Regions from separate parts of the Ovis aries genome. Here region 1 is linked to region 2. Evidence: chromatin contacts called from public Hi-C data. All regions are on one chromosome and are shown on one strand. Each heading gives the region's core, a stretch centred on a gene start, on an enhancer-like site or on the middle of the called end of the contact. The rest is flanking DNA. Distances are from core to core; before and after follow the strand shown. Region 1 holds the start of IL18 (interleukin 18). Region 2 overlaps SDHD (succinate dehydrogenase complex subunit D).

Region 1 (7,357 bases), core at 1,308-3,807, 70 kb before region 2:
CTGTAAATTCCAGGTCAACAGTCTTGCACCTCAGCAAATTATACTTGATGTATGCATATTATTAGTGCCCCCCCCTTTGGCTTATTTAAATGTTAGTCGACTTCATTGGCAGCTTCCAAAAAATTATTTTATAAAGAATTGTAAGTATTATGTGTATATATTTATTGTTTGTGAAAAAGCCAATTGTTTCAACTCCTAGGCAAAAGGGACTCAGTTTACCTTGAGCTGCTATTATTGTGAAATGTAAGTCATTCAATAAAACTGGACCACATGATTATGTGCAGCTGAATGGCAACCCACTGGAGTACTCTTGCCTGAAAAATCCCATGGATAGAGGAGACTGGAGGGCTACAGTCGGTGGAATTGAAAAAAGAGTAGGTGCAACTGAACACAATTGATAGTCTTTTTAAAGATTCTAATCACCATCTTAGGCCTGGTAGCAATGTATATTGAAACATTCTGTATTTGTGATAAAAATGAAGGAAAACATTGTCATTCTGATGCTATGTCCTAAATTTTTTGGTGTTCAAGTGTCCTCTCAAGAAATAAAAACATAAAATTAAAAAAAAAATTTTTAATACCCTTAATTGGTAAAATATAAAGTTATCCAATCAATGTTTATCTTTTCATTATTATCATTACTGTTGTTGTTATTCTTAATGGTCCATTAAATCCAAAAGTCTGAGAGATACTGATCTAATTCCTCTCCCAGCCTTCACATTGCATGATAGCCAAACAGGTAGTTATGTACTTATTAAAATATTTCCAGGAAAAATTTGTGTTGTTGTTCAGTAGCTCAGTTGTGACTGACTCTCTGTGACCCCCATGGACTGCAGCACATTGGGCTAAGAAAAATGATTCCACCTAATACATAAATGCTTACATCGGATTAAAAGGATACCATGGACATTTTCTTTTTAAAATCTTTTTTCCATTATATAAAATACATGAGTGAGAGTAAATGGGAGGGTGCAGAGGGTTATAATTGTCCAGCACTTTAAAATATTCAAAGAGCTATCATCTCATTTAATTTTCACAAACAACCCTATGAAGTAGGTAGGACATAGACACATTTGGGTTGCTCTATGTCAAAGAAAAAAATGTTTGTCCCTAAAGTAAGAAATGGGTAAATTATGCATTATGCACTTTTACAACTGGAGAGAAATAATTGGCAATGGGCCATTTAAAATTAACTTGCTTGGTGCTCTGCTTATTTAAATCACAGTTTGACTCTACTTAATGCTTTTGTGCTAATTGACCCAACTGAACAACACAGAGGATGAAACCTGTCATCAGTTTTAGTGACACATTTAAAGTTTTCAAAAATTCTTTACTTATTTATGGCTGTGCTGAGTCTTCATTGCTGCGTGCAGGCTTTCTCTAGTTGTAGCAACTGGGGGTTACTCTGTGGTTGCAGTGCATGGGCTTCTTGTTGCAGTGGCTTTTCTCATTGCCAAGCACTGGCTCTAGGGTGCCTGCACTCAGTAGCTGTATGCACAGGCTTAGTTACCTCAGGGCCTGTGGAATCTTCCCAGACCAGGGATTAAACCCTTGTTCCCTGCATTGGCAGGCAGATTCCTAACCAGTGAACCACCAGCAAAATCCCATCATACACTTCTCTTTTTATTATTTATTTTTAATTGGAGAATAATTGCTTTACAATATTGCATTGGTTTCTTAAGTGTGCCTTTTTTTTCCCTTCTGATAATCACTGTACCAAGCACCCTCAACCATCCTATCTTAGACTTCCTTTGTAATAACTACTGTTTCATAACGTTTCTTTGACGTTATGAAATGAAAACCCTATCTTGTTGACAGCTAAAAAAACACACAAGCAACAACAATGAAAACAGCTCAACTAGCTGTTTTTATAAATGTTTTGTTTCCTAATTCTAGAACCCCTGTTTCCGTACAGTCTCTGAACTGGCAAAAAAAGCGGGAAAAAAAAAAATCACTGTGCTAATTCCCTTGCTAGCAAGGTAATGCAATTTAGCACATGTTCAAGAGAAAATAGCTAAGAAACTTATTTCCCTTAGTTATTTCCAAGGCTGTGATAGTAACACTCTGCTGTTTACCAGTTTCATTTTAAGTGGGGTGGTTACATTACAGGACTTACCCTCCTAGGGCAGATTATTCATCACTGATGTTCAGTTGTTAAATCGTTTTCCGCTTCTGCCATCCCATGGTATTCAGCTCAGTTAGATGAGAAAATGCACTAAAGCCTGAAGAGAAAGTCTCAGGAGAGAAAAATTAATGTGAGAAAAATGCTTCTGATTGACCAAGCAGGTGCTTTTTTTTTTTTTCTTAAGTGTTTGGGTGTACCTTGGAAAGAGGTACAAACTTTGAAGGGCCAGAACTGCAACAGAAGAAATGATTTCATTAACATGATTTTATACTAAAAGAAATATCCTTATTCTCTGACACTGTTTCAGGTTTCACTGCCTTAGGAAACAGGCCCCGTTTGAAGGCGGGTCCTAGGCGTGCCAGAATAGTCTCCTCCCTCCATCTTCTTCCTCCTTTCTCCCTCGGGTTACGCCCCCTCCTTCCCAGACAGCTGTCGGATCCGGACCGGCAGAGAGTTCTGCTTTCCAGTGCTTTCAGCTCTCCTGGCGGTCTGCTTCTGCTGCTGAAGGGGCTGCCGTCTTCTATAAGGAAAAGAAAAGGACCTCAAACCGTTCAGATCACGTTTCCTCTCCTAGGAAGCTATTGAGCACAGGTAAGAAATATCATTACTTGCTATTTAGAAACTCAAGCATGGAGATGAGAAGTAAGTGATAAGATAGAAAAGCGATTGAGAGGAATTCAACTTCTCTCACATCACTATGATGGGAGACTAGTTGGTAACAACATAAGGAACATAGATAGCCTAGTCAGAGGAAAATCTTTTTCTCTCTTTTAGCCACTCTTGGAGAGTATCACTTTAGAGGAAATGTTCTCAAACATACTGACCCCATGACCTCTTTATACTCCTAAAAATTATTGAGGATCCTGAAGAATTTTTGTTTCTCTGGGCTATTTCTTGTATTACTGTCATTTGCTATACTAGAAATTAAAGCTGAGAAATGTAAAAAATAATGACCTGTTTATTTGAAGATAACAAAAGGCACATGACATGTTAGCATAAATAACTAAATAACATTTTAAATTATGGATAACTATATATTACCAAAAAAAAATCTCCTGTGAAGAGTGAAATTGTTTTCATTTTTACAAAACTCTTTAACATCTGGCCTAATAAAAAAAAAACAGGTGTATTCTCATCTGCTTCTGCATTCAGTCTATGCAATATCACACAAAATGTAGCCCCTGGTAAACTCTGTTGTGTACACTTATGAAAGTGAAAATTACAAATTACATCTTAGAATTATTTTGAAAATTTCTTTGACCTCATGAACCCTCAAGAATCGTTGCTTTAGAATGTTAAACAAGCTTCTCTTTAAAAGGAGCCTCAACTCTGAATCAACTATTTTAAAAACAAAAAATTATTCATATGAAATCTTGATGGAATCTGCATCAGCACCCTTATGCTGTGCTACATTGGACAATATTATAGCATTCCCCGGGAGAATTTTATTTCACAGCAAGGAAAGGGCTGAGTAATATCTTCATTTCTTAAATGAAGATTCTTAAATTCTTAAATTCTTCTTTATGCCGTCTGTATATGTGTGTTAGTTGCTCAGTTGTGTCCGACCCTTTGTGACCCCATAGACTGTAGCTCACCCACCAAACTCCTCTCTCCTTGGAATTCTCCAGGCAAGAATACTGGAGTGGGTTGCCATTCTCTTCTCCAGGATATCTTCTCAACCCCAGGATCGAACATTGGTCTCCTAAATTGCAGGCAGATTCTCTACTATCTGAGCTACCAGGAAGCTCATGCCTACCTGTAACTATCTCAGTCAGTTCAGTTCAGTTCAGTTGCTCAGTTGTATCCGACTCTGAGACCCCATGACTTGCAGCACACCAGTCCTCCCTGTTCATCACCAACTCCCGGAGTTCACTCAAACACATACATCGAGTCAGTGATGCCATCCAGCCATCTCATCCTCTGTCGTCCCCTTCTCCTCCTGCCCCCAATCCCTCCCAGCATCAGAGTCTTTTCCAATGAGTCAATTCTTCACATGAGGTAGCCAAAGTATTGGAGTTTCAGCTTGAGCATCAGTTCTTCCAAAGAGCACCCATGACTGATCTCCTTCAGAATGGACTGGTTGGATCTCCTTGCAGTCCAAGGGACTCTCAAGAGTCTTCTGCAACACCACAGTTCAAAAGCATCAATTCTTCGGCACTCAGCTTTCTTCATAGTCCAACTCAATATTATGGACAAGCCAGATTTTAAAAGATATTTTGAAGGAAGATTTAATAGCATTTGAGATCTTCCTTCAAAATATCTTTTTAAATCTGGCTTGTCCATAATATCCCTATGTAAATATAATGAATTCTTATATTAATTCATTCATGAATTCTTATCAGAGTTTCATAGCCTGTCTCTAATCTTTTTCATCGTGTCATTGCCAGCTCAGTAATCTGCTTTCCTATTGCCTGTGAGATTAAATATGCTCTTTGTGATTTTTCCAAGCCCTCTACAGTCTAACCCACCCTACCTTGTGTTCACTGCAGGACAGCAAAATTGTTCCACTGCAGTCAAAAAAATAGCTCCATTCAGTCTACCTCTCACCACAGTATGGTGTTAATTATCACCTAAATGCTCTTCCTTGTACTCCATCTCTTCAATCAAGCAATCAGGATTAAATTCAATTCTCCTTTTCACACAAGGTCAATCCGGCCGTTCTATTTTGGCTTCTTGCTTTGAGTCTGTATTTAACAGTTGATTATACACTGTACACCTTTTATCATTTAATATTTACCTAAATTTTTACCTGAGTCTTCTTCCACTCCCCACCTCTACCATGCCTACATACTTACCTTCATTAAGATGGCAAAATCTTGAAGGACAAAATGACTTATAAACTGAAGAGTTCTATTTTGACCTTGTTGCTGTCGAGATGATTACCTACCTGATTTTAGGGAATTAGTTAGGTAACATGCTTCCTCATTTCATCCCGTACCTATTCCACAGAATTGGAATTCCACAGCAAAGATAAACATAATCATTATTGCTTTTCAATTTCAAGACATTTTGACTTTTAATCTGATAGTATGTTTTTAAATTCCCTTGGCTTAATAAAGCTGGTTACATAATAAATATTCCATTGGTATGTATTGTTTTTGAATTATGAGGAAGTGGTTACTAGGGTGTTTGCCGCATATAAATGCCTCTTTCTCTGCAACCTTAACTAGAATCTAGAATTATAGAATGCTGGAGCTAGGGGGAAAAAAAAAACTCAAATATTGACCATTCAACACTCTCTTGTCCAAATGAGGAAACTGAGACCCTCAGAATTAAATGACTTACCCCAGAAAAGTTTGGAACATATGTGGTTTAATCACCATTTATGACAGATGAATGATTTTCTACCATTCACTAGCCTCTGCCTAGTTTCCAAGGCTTGTATAACTAAAACTTTTTATTGATGCAAAGAATCAATTACCCCTGCATATTCCTGGAAGAATCTGTCTAAAGTAGTTTATAACTCTTTAAAAAGAAAAAGTTAATAATCTCAGAATCTTAGCCTGAAATATTCAAAGCATTTTTATCTGATGGAACCTATACTTTTTATAGATTAAAGAAAGCAAAGGAACATGGATGAGAAAGGAAAAGAGGAAAATTGAGGGCAGTGGGAGCGGAAGAGGGACACAATACTTGTAATCTAGATGTTTTAAGATCTAACAAAAAAAAAGTGCTAAGAAATTAAAGAATTCAAAATAAACACTTGCATGAAATAAAAGAGAAAGTAAAACTATTAATACTAGAGAAAAAAAGAAGAATATTTGAGAAATTCTATTTTTAAAAATCTGTCTTCAGACTTCCCTATTCTTTCCCTTTCTTAGTGGCTTTCGGATGGTTTAAGTTTTTTTGGTGTTTTTTTTTTTTTGGCTGTGTCAGGTCTTAGTTGCTTCGGACTCTGAAGCATGGAATCAGCAATTGTGGCACGTGGATTTTGTTGCTATGCAGTCTGTGGGATCTTAGTTCCCTGACCAGGAATCAAACCCATGTCCCCTGCATTGCAAGGTGGATTCTTAACCACTGGACCACCAGGGAAGTCCCAGAGTTAGAGTTTTAAGGTAGAAAAAAAATTTCTACCAGTCTCTTTACACTGTGTTGTCATGGCAACAAGGTTTATCATAGAAAACATTTATTAAACATTTTTTGAGCGCCTACTATGTGATAAACTCTTTCCAGGTGTTGAAGACTAAAAACCCAGAAGGCATCTCATTGTCTTAAATAAACTCAAATTGAAGATGGGTAGACCTATTTGTAATCAAAGTAATCTTAATTCAGGGTAATAAGAACTATTTTAGAAGCATGAACACAGGGAGGGGGTTGTGGGCACTGATGAGAGAAGGATTAACTCAGTGTGGAAGAGTCAGTTTTCCTGGAGGAAATGTTTGAGCTGTGACTTAAAGGATAAACAGTGAAGAAGGGTTTGGCAGGCAAAAAAGGGAGGGGAAATTTTGGCCTGATGGGAAATAACTGGCTAGACAGTGGAGTGAGGGAGAGTCTGAAAGGAAGAAAAACAAGGAGAGGAAATTGAAATAGAAGATATGAGAAATGACAAAGGCTAGATTTAAAATAGTGCTGGTGGAGATGGAGAGGAGACACCAAATTCTAGGCACATTTCTGAGTTCAAATCTATGGTATTTTTGAGACAGGAGAAGGTTAAACAAAGGAATTGAGAAGAACTCCCAGGTTTCAGTTTCGCTGGGTAGTTCGTTCGTGTCCAGCTCTTTGCAACCTTATGGACTCCTCCCAGGCTCCTCTGTCCTTGGAATCTTCCAGGCAAGACTATTAGAGCAGGTTGCATTTCCAACTCCAGGGAATCTTCAACCCAGGTATTAAACCCGCATCTCTGTGTCTCCTGCATTGGTAGGCAGATTCTTTACCACTCTGCCACCTAGGAAGCCCAGGTTTCAGTTTGAGACAGGTTCTTTGGACGTACTTGAGAAGGTAATTCATTAGTATATCCTACAGTTGGGACTATGGATCTGGAGCCAGAAATTGTGATTTGCAAGTTATATATCCCCCTGTAACTGCCACCCTCTCTCTTTATAGTTAAACTTCCTAAAAGAACAGTTTATATTCAGTGTCTTTACTTTTTTTTTCATCTCATTCTGTTCTAGATCTTTGTCCACTTGCCTTCCCTTCCTCCACATTCCCTAAACTGTTCTACTGATATCAAAAATTTCTAATTGCCAAATTCAATGAACAAGTTTAGGCTTGTGTGTAAATTATGGACTCTAC
Region 2 (7,440 bases), core at 2,064-4,563:
CAAGCCTTAAAGTCAGCCATGCCGCTTCTCTCCCACTGTACTCCCTAACCTTAAACGCTGGGGCAAAGTTTGGACTCTTGGTGCTTATCCTGAGTTCCATGCATAAATTTTCCACCCCCACCCCAGAACCAGGCACACTAAGGAAATTGGAAGAGGGAAGGGAAGATATTGTTATACTCTCTTTCTTGAGCAATGGAGAAAGAAGTCACAATTCCATAGTCAGGGAAGGCCAGTCAAGTGGTTTCTTTGGGTAATTTCTGCTGTAAGTGATTTACTGCCTCCATTAGAGTCAAGAAGCTGCAGGAAATCTCAAAGTTCTGCCTTTAGAACTTGAGAAATAACATTTCTGTGTCCCCAGTGCAAAAATTCAGGTTTGAAATTAATGTTTACTTTTCCTTTGCAATGAAGAAAAGAAATAAGGTAGCTTTTAACTTTCCTGAGACCTTGAGATAGGTAATCAGATTCCAAACTAGTCCTACTGACATTCAAAGCAGTCACGCCGAATCCTATCAGATCTTCATACTTTTTCTGAGAGCACAGGACTGCTTCATTCCAAAGCACTCCCAAATTAGAATGAAACAGCATTTAGTTTTCGCTATGGCTCTGAGCTCTTTTCTTAATCATCTCTCCTTATAATTGGATGCTCTCTGCTCAGTCACTCAGTCGTGTCCAACTCTTTGCAGCCCCAGGGACTGTAGCTTGCCAGGTTCCTCATGAAATTCTCCAGGCAAGAATAGCCATGCCCTCCTCCAGGGGCTCTTCCTGACCCAGGGATCAAACCTGCTTCTTTCAAACACTTCCTGCATTGGCAAGAAGGTTTTGTGTTTTTTTTAACCACTAGCACCACCTGGGAAGCCCATAATTGGATATTACAATATTCCTAATAATTCATAATTTTAAAAGCTTATAAAGAAAAAGCAAATTAAAATGGATTAACTACTGAATATCCAAATAGCTACAGCTATCACTGCGGTATTTTCAGAGTACTACTGCATTAGCTGTCCCTCGCAGCTGCTGAATTGAGCAAGAGGTGTGGGGACTTCCACCCAGTTTCAAGGGGATCTGCAGAGAAAGTTATATTCAGATGAAGCAGCTCCACTGCCCTTGTGACTAATTTTCGTTCATCAGTTTCATGGGCTCTGCTGACTCACTTCTCTATTCAAGATGTTTATTACCCAGGAAATAACACTTACGCCATCAGAATACATTTCCACTTTGAATGATGCCAATGTTACAAAGCAGCACGGGAAAAGGCTCAACTCCTTATGTGTGAGTTACAACACAAGTGCCAGCAAAGAAGAAGAAAGTTTTACCTTTTACAGGAATCCTTTGTTTATTGGCATTATTGGTCAATGTTGAGAAGTAAAGCAGGAACAGGAGACTGACCAGACTGGGCTCCCCTGTTTGTGTAAGCCTTGATAGATCACCAAGGGTCACAGATTATAGGCTTTAAATTCAAGGATCAGGTCCTTATAGTTGTCCAGTTATCCAATAGGGGTTAAGTTTTGGCCGTGCTCTTAAGAGACTAATTTATAAGCTAAAATGCCAATTTATTCAGTTGTCATGCACACACATACACACAATAAAACTGTCAAATAGGAAAAGTGCCAAGTGTCCATTAGTCAATATATTCACTTCTCAGTTTTAAAAAGATCTATTTAAAAACCAAACCATTATCAGAAGTTTACTTTTGACCACAGTATCCTGTCTATTGTCTTATGTGTCTCCCAGTTTAGCCTGTGAGCTGCTGGAGATCAGGCGCTGTGTCTCTTTGGTCTTTATAATCGCAGGGCCCAGCACGGTGCCTGGTACACGGTAGACACTGACATTTTTTTTTTTACATATGAGCAAGTGAATAATAATGATTTGTGTGAAATCTCTCTGCAAACTGTAAGGCACTATCTAAACAGAACGGTGACTATGAATAAGGACTTACAGTCATTAAGCTACAATAGACTAATGTGCCCATCTTCACAGTAGGAGCAATGAAGTGTGAAAGCAAACACTGGACAGCAAGTGAAGACGTACATATATAAAAGCAAAATTAATGTAATAATGCCAATTAATGTTTTTAGATAACATTTAACAGATATGAAGTACAGTACACCAAGTTTTAAAAGCTCTTTTTTCTTGGCTGCGCTGGGTCTTTGTTGCGGTATGCAGGCTCCCTAGTTGTGGATTGCAGGCTTCAGAGTACAGGGCCTCAGGAGTTGCAGTGAGAGGGCTTGTCTAATTGCAACACTCCAGCTCTCAAGCTGTGGTGCATGGGCTTTAGCTCCTCCGCGGCATGTGGGATCTTAGTTTCCCCTCCAGGGATCGAACCCATGCCCTCTGCATTGGAAGGTGAATTCTTAACCACAGGACCCCCAGGGAAGTCCCTAAAAGCAATTTAATGTCAAACATATAAAAATGATCCAACCCTGACTATTCATTGGAAGGACTGGTGCTGAGGCTCCAAAACTCTGGCCACCTGATGCAAAGAGCTGAATCACTGGAAAAGACCCTGATGCTGAGAAGGATTGAAGGCAGGAGGAGAAGGGGACGACAGAAGACAAGACAGTTGGATGGCATCACCAACTCAGTAGACATGAATTTGAGCAAATTCCAAGAGACAGTGAAGGACGGAAGAGCCTGGCATGCTGCCGTTGATAGGGTCGCAAAGAGTCGGACATGACTTAGTGACTGAACAACAATAATAAATAAGAATGAACTGATGTTTAGAGAGAGAAGGGAAACCCTAAAACTAGAACTTCAAACCTCCACATCACGGGTCTTCCAAGTCAGGAAGCTTGTTCTGTACCTAATAGGAAACTGGGCAATGTCCTCAAAGGAGATTGTTCAGAATTTTCTGTTTGCATTTCTTTTACATTGAAGGCTATGAATAAGGAAAAACAAAAATGTGGGTCAGTCAATGGGTGACAAATTTTAGGAGAATATTGTCAGGATCAACTTACCTTAGGAAAAGATAGATGTCAGACTGACTGTGTTTAAAGTGAGATGTTGAGCATAGTTGGGTTAAAATGTACATTGAGCCAGAGATAATCAGTAGCGGTTAGCTCCTGATCTGGCCAAAAGAATAGTTTGAATTATTAAATGTATTAGGCAAGACAAAGAAGATAAATAAAAAGTTACTGAATTCCTTAAGCTTCTAAGTCATAGGAAAAAAAATAAATCAATGACAAATAAGCCTCTAATTTTGCTGTAACAGCCTTGAGGGAGAATGAGTAATGTTCATAGTTTGGGAATGAGAAGGAGGTGCCCTGGTCATAAACTTGGCAGAGCCACCACACGGTTGAGTCATTGTTCAGGAGACACCATTCATTCTGTATCAGCCATCGGCCACATCCATCTGCTTAGTGGAAGACTTATGTAGACCACAAGCAGGAGAGCTGGTGGACAAAGGACAGTGCTGCTTCCTTCTCTATTTATAATATCCTAGTTTCTTTTTAAGTGCAGGGCTGCTTTTTTTCTTTTAATCTGTATATCTGGAAGATATTGAAATAGGTCAGGAAAGATTTAGATAAGCTAATCTTAAGTCCCTTAGCAAAAAATATCCCTTTCTTTCCATTAGAAGGAGCAGTCTTCTTATTTCTTGTGCACAGTTTCTCTCTCAAAGATCCAGCAGCAAAGGAGACACAAAGAACAGACTTTTGGAGCCTGATCCGGCCGCGATGCGAGAGCCATGGTGGCCTCTGGGGCGGCGGCGGATCCCACTGCTCTCGCCTCGGGCGTCCCTGCCGTCCCGGCGGCCGCGAGGGGAGCCGCCGCCGCCGCCGCCTCTTCCGGCCCGTGGGGTTCCCCCGGGCGGCTGAGAGGCAGCCGGCCGCGGAGCCCAGCCGTCGGTGGCGAGCCGTCCGGGCAGAGCGGACCAACACCCGGTGCACGGTGCGCGGCTGCGGCAAGATCCTGCCCAACAGCCCCGCGCTCCACATGCACCCGGTCAAGAGCCACCGCCGGCAGCTCATATGTAACAGCCATCACCCACCTTCGGATCATCCCCTCACTGATTACTAAAGCAGACATTACATCTCTTAAGCACAAAGGACGGAGAAGGCAATGGCACCCCACTCCAGTACTCTTGCCTGGAAAATCCCATGGACGGAGGAGCCTGGTGGGCTGCAGTCCATGGGGTCGCTAAGAGTCAGACACGACTGAGCGACTTCACTTTCACGTTTCACTTTCATCCATTGGAGAAGGAAATGGCAACCCACTCCAGTGTTCTTGCCTGGAGAATCCCAGGGCCGGGGGAGCCTGGTGGGCTGCCGTCTATGGGGTCGCACAGAGTCGGACACGACTGAAGCGACTCAGCAGCAGCAGCAGCAGCAAGCACAAAGGAAGCAGCCAGTCTGACGAGGGCTCTCTTAACGTTGCTGGCCTGAACCATTCTCGCAAGCCCTTTTTAACATTTTATATTGTTGTTTTTTGTGGAACTCCTATCAGGAGCTATATTTCTCCAAACCTTGTGAAGCATCCGTTAAGCAAAAGATACCATTTATCAATACTTCTCAGGACTGGTTTGATAGTATACAATTGTTCAGTCGCTTTGTCTCTCTGACTTTTTGCAACCCTATGAACTGCCGCACTCCAGGCTTCCCTGTCCTCCACAATCTCCCTGAGTTTGCTCAAACTCATGTCCATTGAGTCAGTGATGCCATTCAACCATCTCTTCCTATGTCAGCCCCTTCTCCTCTAGCCCTCAATCTTTCCCAGCATGAAGGTCTTTTCCAATTAGTTGGTTTTTCACATCAGATGGCTGAAGTACTGGAACTTCAGCTTCAGCACCAGCCCTTCCAATGAATATTCAGTATTGATTTCCTTTTGGATTGATTGGTTTGATCTCCTTGTGTGCAAGGGACTCTCAAGAGTCTTTTCCAACACCTCAGTTCAAAAGCATCAATTCTTCAGTGCTCAGCCTTCTTTATGGACCAACTCTCACATCCATACATGACCGCTGGAAAAACTAGTCAATAGCTTTGACTAGATGGACCTTTGTCAGCAAAGTGATGTCTCTGCTTTTCAATATACTATCTAGGTTTGTCCTAGTTATTCTTCCAAGGAGCAAATGTCTTTTAATTTTGTGGCTGCTGTCACCATCTGCAGTGATTCTGGAGCCCAAGAAAATGAAATCTGACACTGTTTCCATTGTTTCCCATCTATTTGCCATGAAGTGATGGGACTGGATGCCACGATCTTCATTTTTTGAATGTTGAGTTTTAAGGCAGCTTTTTCACTCTCCTCTTTCACCCTCATCAAGAGACTCTTAAGTTCCTCTTAACTTTCTGCCACTAAAATGGTATCATCTGCATATCTTGGGTTGTTGATATTTCTCCGAGGAATCTTGATTCATCCAGTCCAGCATTTCTCGTGATGTAGTCTGCATGATGGCACAGTAAATCCAACAATAAGAAAAGATTTGAAAACTGTACTGAAATTCTACTGTTGTCCAATTGAAGGATGCCCTAGAGGCCCTGACAGACCATTTTCTCAATTTTCTTTTTGCAAAACAGCACTGTATGAAAGTGCATGCTGAAAAGAAGCATACATGTAGTAAGCGAAGCAATTCATATGGCACCAAGTGGGACTTGAAAAGACATGCAGAGGATTGTGGCAAGACCTTCCAGTGCACATGTGGCTGCCCCTATGCCAGCTACCGAACTGGCCATGAGATCCCTGCAGAACACAAGGATCCACCTAGTAAGAAAAGGAAAATGGAAAACTGCCTGCGCAGCTGGAAGCTGTCCGGTAAGACCGTTGAATCACTGAGCAACCAACCAATTCCACAACCAGACGTTCCAGAACTAGAAAGTTTAGAAATAAAGCTGGTGGCTTCCTCTGAAGACTCTTGCAACTCTAATGACAAACAACAGACTCTTCCAGCAGCTCCAAGGTACCCTCAGATGTTGCTTTTACCAAAGCCCAAAGTGGCTTTGGTTAAACTCCCCATCATGCAGTTTTCTCCTATGCCTGTCTTTATGCCTACAGCTGACTCTTCGGCCCAGCCTGTGGTGTTGGTTGTCGACCATCAGGGCTCTGCCCCTGGTGCCGTACACTTACTGCCGTTGTCCATTGGAACCCTGACCCTCAGCCTAGATTTGGAGGCTCTTTCAAAAGTTGTAAATCCTGTTGCTGTTGAGCCGATTAGCACAGGTGTTCAAGTGAACCTGGGTAAAATTCCATTTAGCTCATTACTGAAGAAGGAAGTGGCAACCCAATCCAGTATTCTTGCTTGGGGAATCCCGTGGATAGGGGAGCCTGGTGGGCTGCTGTCCATGGGGTCGCACAGAGTCAGACACAACTGAAGCGATACATGCATATATAGCCCATTACAAGAACTTGGGAACACATGTCAGAAGAACAGCATTTCTTTGATCAATGTACAGACAGACCTGTCCTACACCATACCACAATTCATACTGTCTGCACAGTGGGCCAGCCCTGACTCCTCTGTGTCGTCCTGTTCACAAACTGATTTGACATTTGGTTTCCAGGTTTCCCTTCCCATTAGTGTTCAAAGTCAGACTTTTTTGCCCAGTTCTAAGGTAACCTCCCCTTGCCCACCTTGAGAATAAATCTCTTTCCTTCGCATCTTCCAGTTTAACTAATACATGCCTATCTAAAATGTATGCCGACACAGACGTTTCTTTTTCTGCTTTACAGGTGTAGACATGACTCTGTTTCGTTCCAGTAAGCCACAGTGTATAGATATTATCACCAATATTTTAATGAAAAATTTAAACCTTAGAATGCTGAAAGTGTATTATGCCTGTTTGGCAGTGCATGTTGGAATACGGACATTTACTATAGCTTGAAAACAGCGTAATTGAATTAACAAATTACAGGCTGGCTAAGTTAAGATTTTGGGGCAAAATGTTAAGCCTTGAGGAGTTGAAGACTTTGGAAGAGTCAGAGTCAGGGGGCTTCGTCTGGAACTGCTGACTTGGCCCACATGAGATCAGCCTCTCTGAAGATTCCAAAAGACGCAGCCTTAGAGGAGCAGCAGGTGCTCATGCTTTTGGTGCTGTGTCAGTTATTAAGAAGTTCCTGCCCCAGGGAGCCAGAAGGAAGTGCACTAAAACCCAGGTCTTTGCAGCCCCATGGACTATACAGTCCATGGAATTCTCCAGGCCAGAATACTGGAGTGGGTAGCAGTTACTTTCTCCAGGGGATCTTCCCAAGCCAGGGATTGAACCCAGGTCTCCCTCATTACAGGCAAGTTATTTACCAGCTGAGTCACCAGGGAAGCCCAAGAATACTGGAGTGGGTAGCCTACCCCTTCTCCAGGGGATTGTCCCAACTCAGAAATTGAACCGGGGTCTCCTGCATTGCAGGCGGATTCTTTACCAGCTGAGCTACCAGGGAAGCCCAGGTCTTTATTAGCTAACACTAGCGTTGACTTTGGGAGCAGCACTGCCTTTCTAAACACAGGCGTCTCCCTCTATC

What was found. A called contact is a pair of places that touch in the nucleus more often than the background predicts.
Region 1: a contact with region 2 is called in a Hi-C map of tail adipose tissue, with 1.9 times the contacts expected there. The contact joins the promoter of IL18 here to the enhancer-like site in region 2. A contact is called at or near these places in 3 of 16 Hi-C or Micro-C datasets (blood, skin fibroblasts and tail adipose tissue).

Annotation. Positions count from the first base shown.
Region 1 is chr15:22,180,907-22,188,263 of ARS-UI_Ramb_v3.0, reverse strand. IL18 (interleukin 18) reads left to right here and starts at 2,557. Exons shown (of 6, transcript NM_001009263.2): 1 at 2,557-2,716.
Region 2 is chr15:22,111,119-22,118,558 of ARS-UI_Ramb_v3.0, reverse strand. SDHD (succinate dehydrogenase complex subunit D) reads right to left here. Exons shown (of 5, transcript XM_060399701.1): 5 at 5,489-7,440. It also overlaps the pseudogene LOC105602162. Among named protein-coding and RNA genes, the nearest start is that of SDHD, 32 kb to the right of the region's middle. Within about 2 kb of position 3,313, at least 11 of the 54 cell types and tissues checked have an H3K27ac peak or open chromatin away from gene starts, as enhancers often do. A contact at or near this core is called in tail adipose tissue, where this site is marked.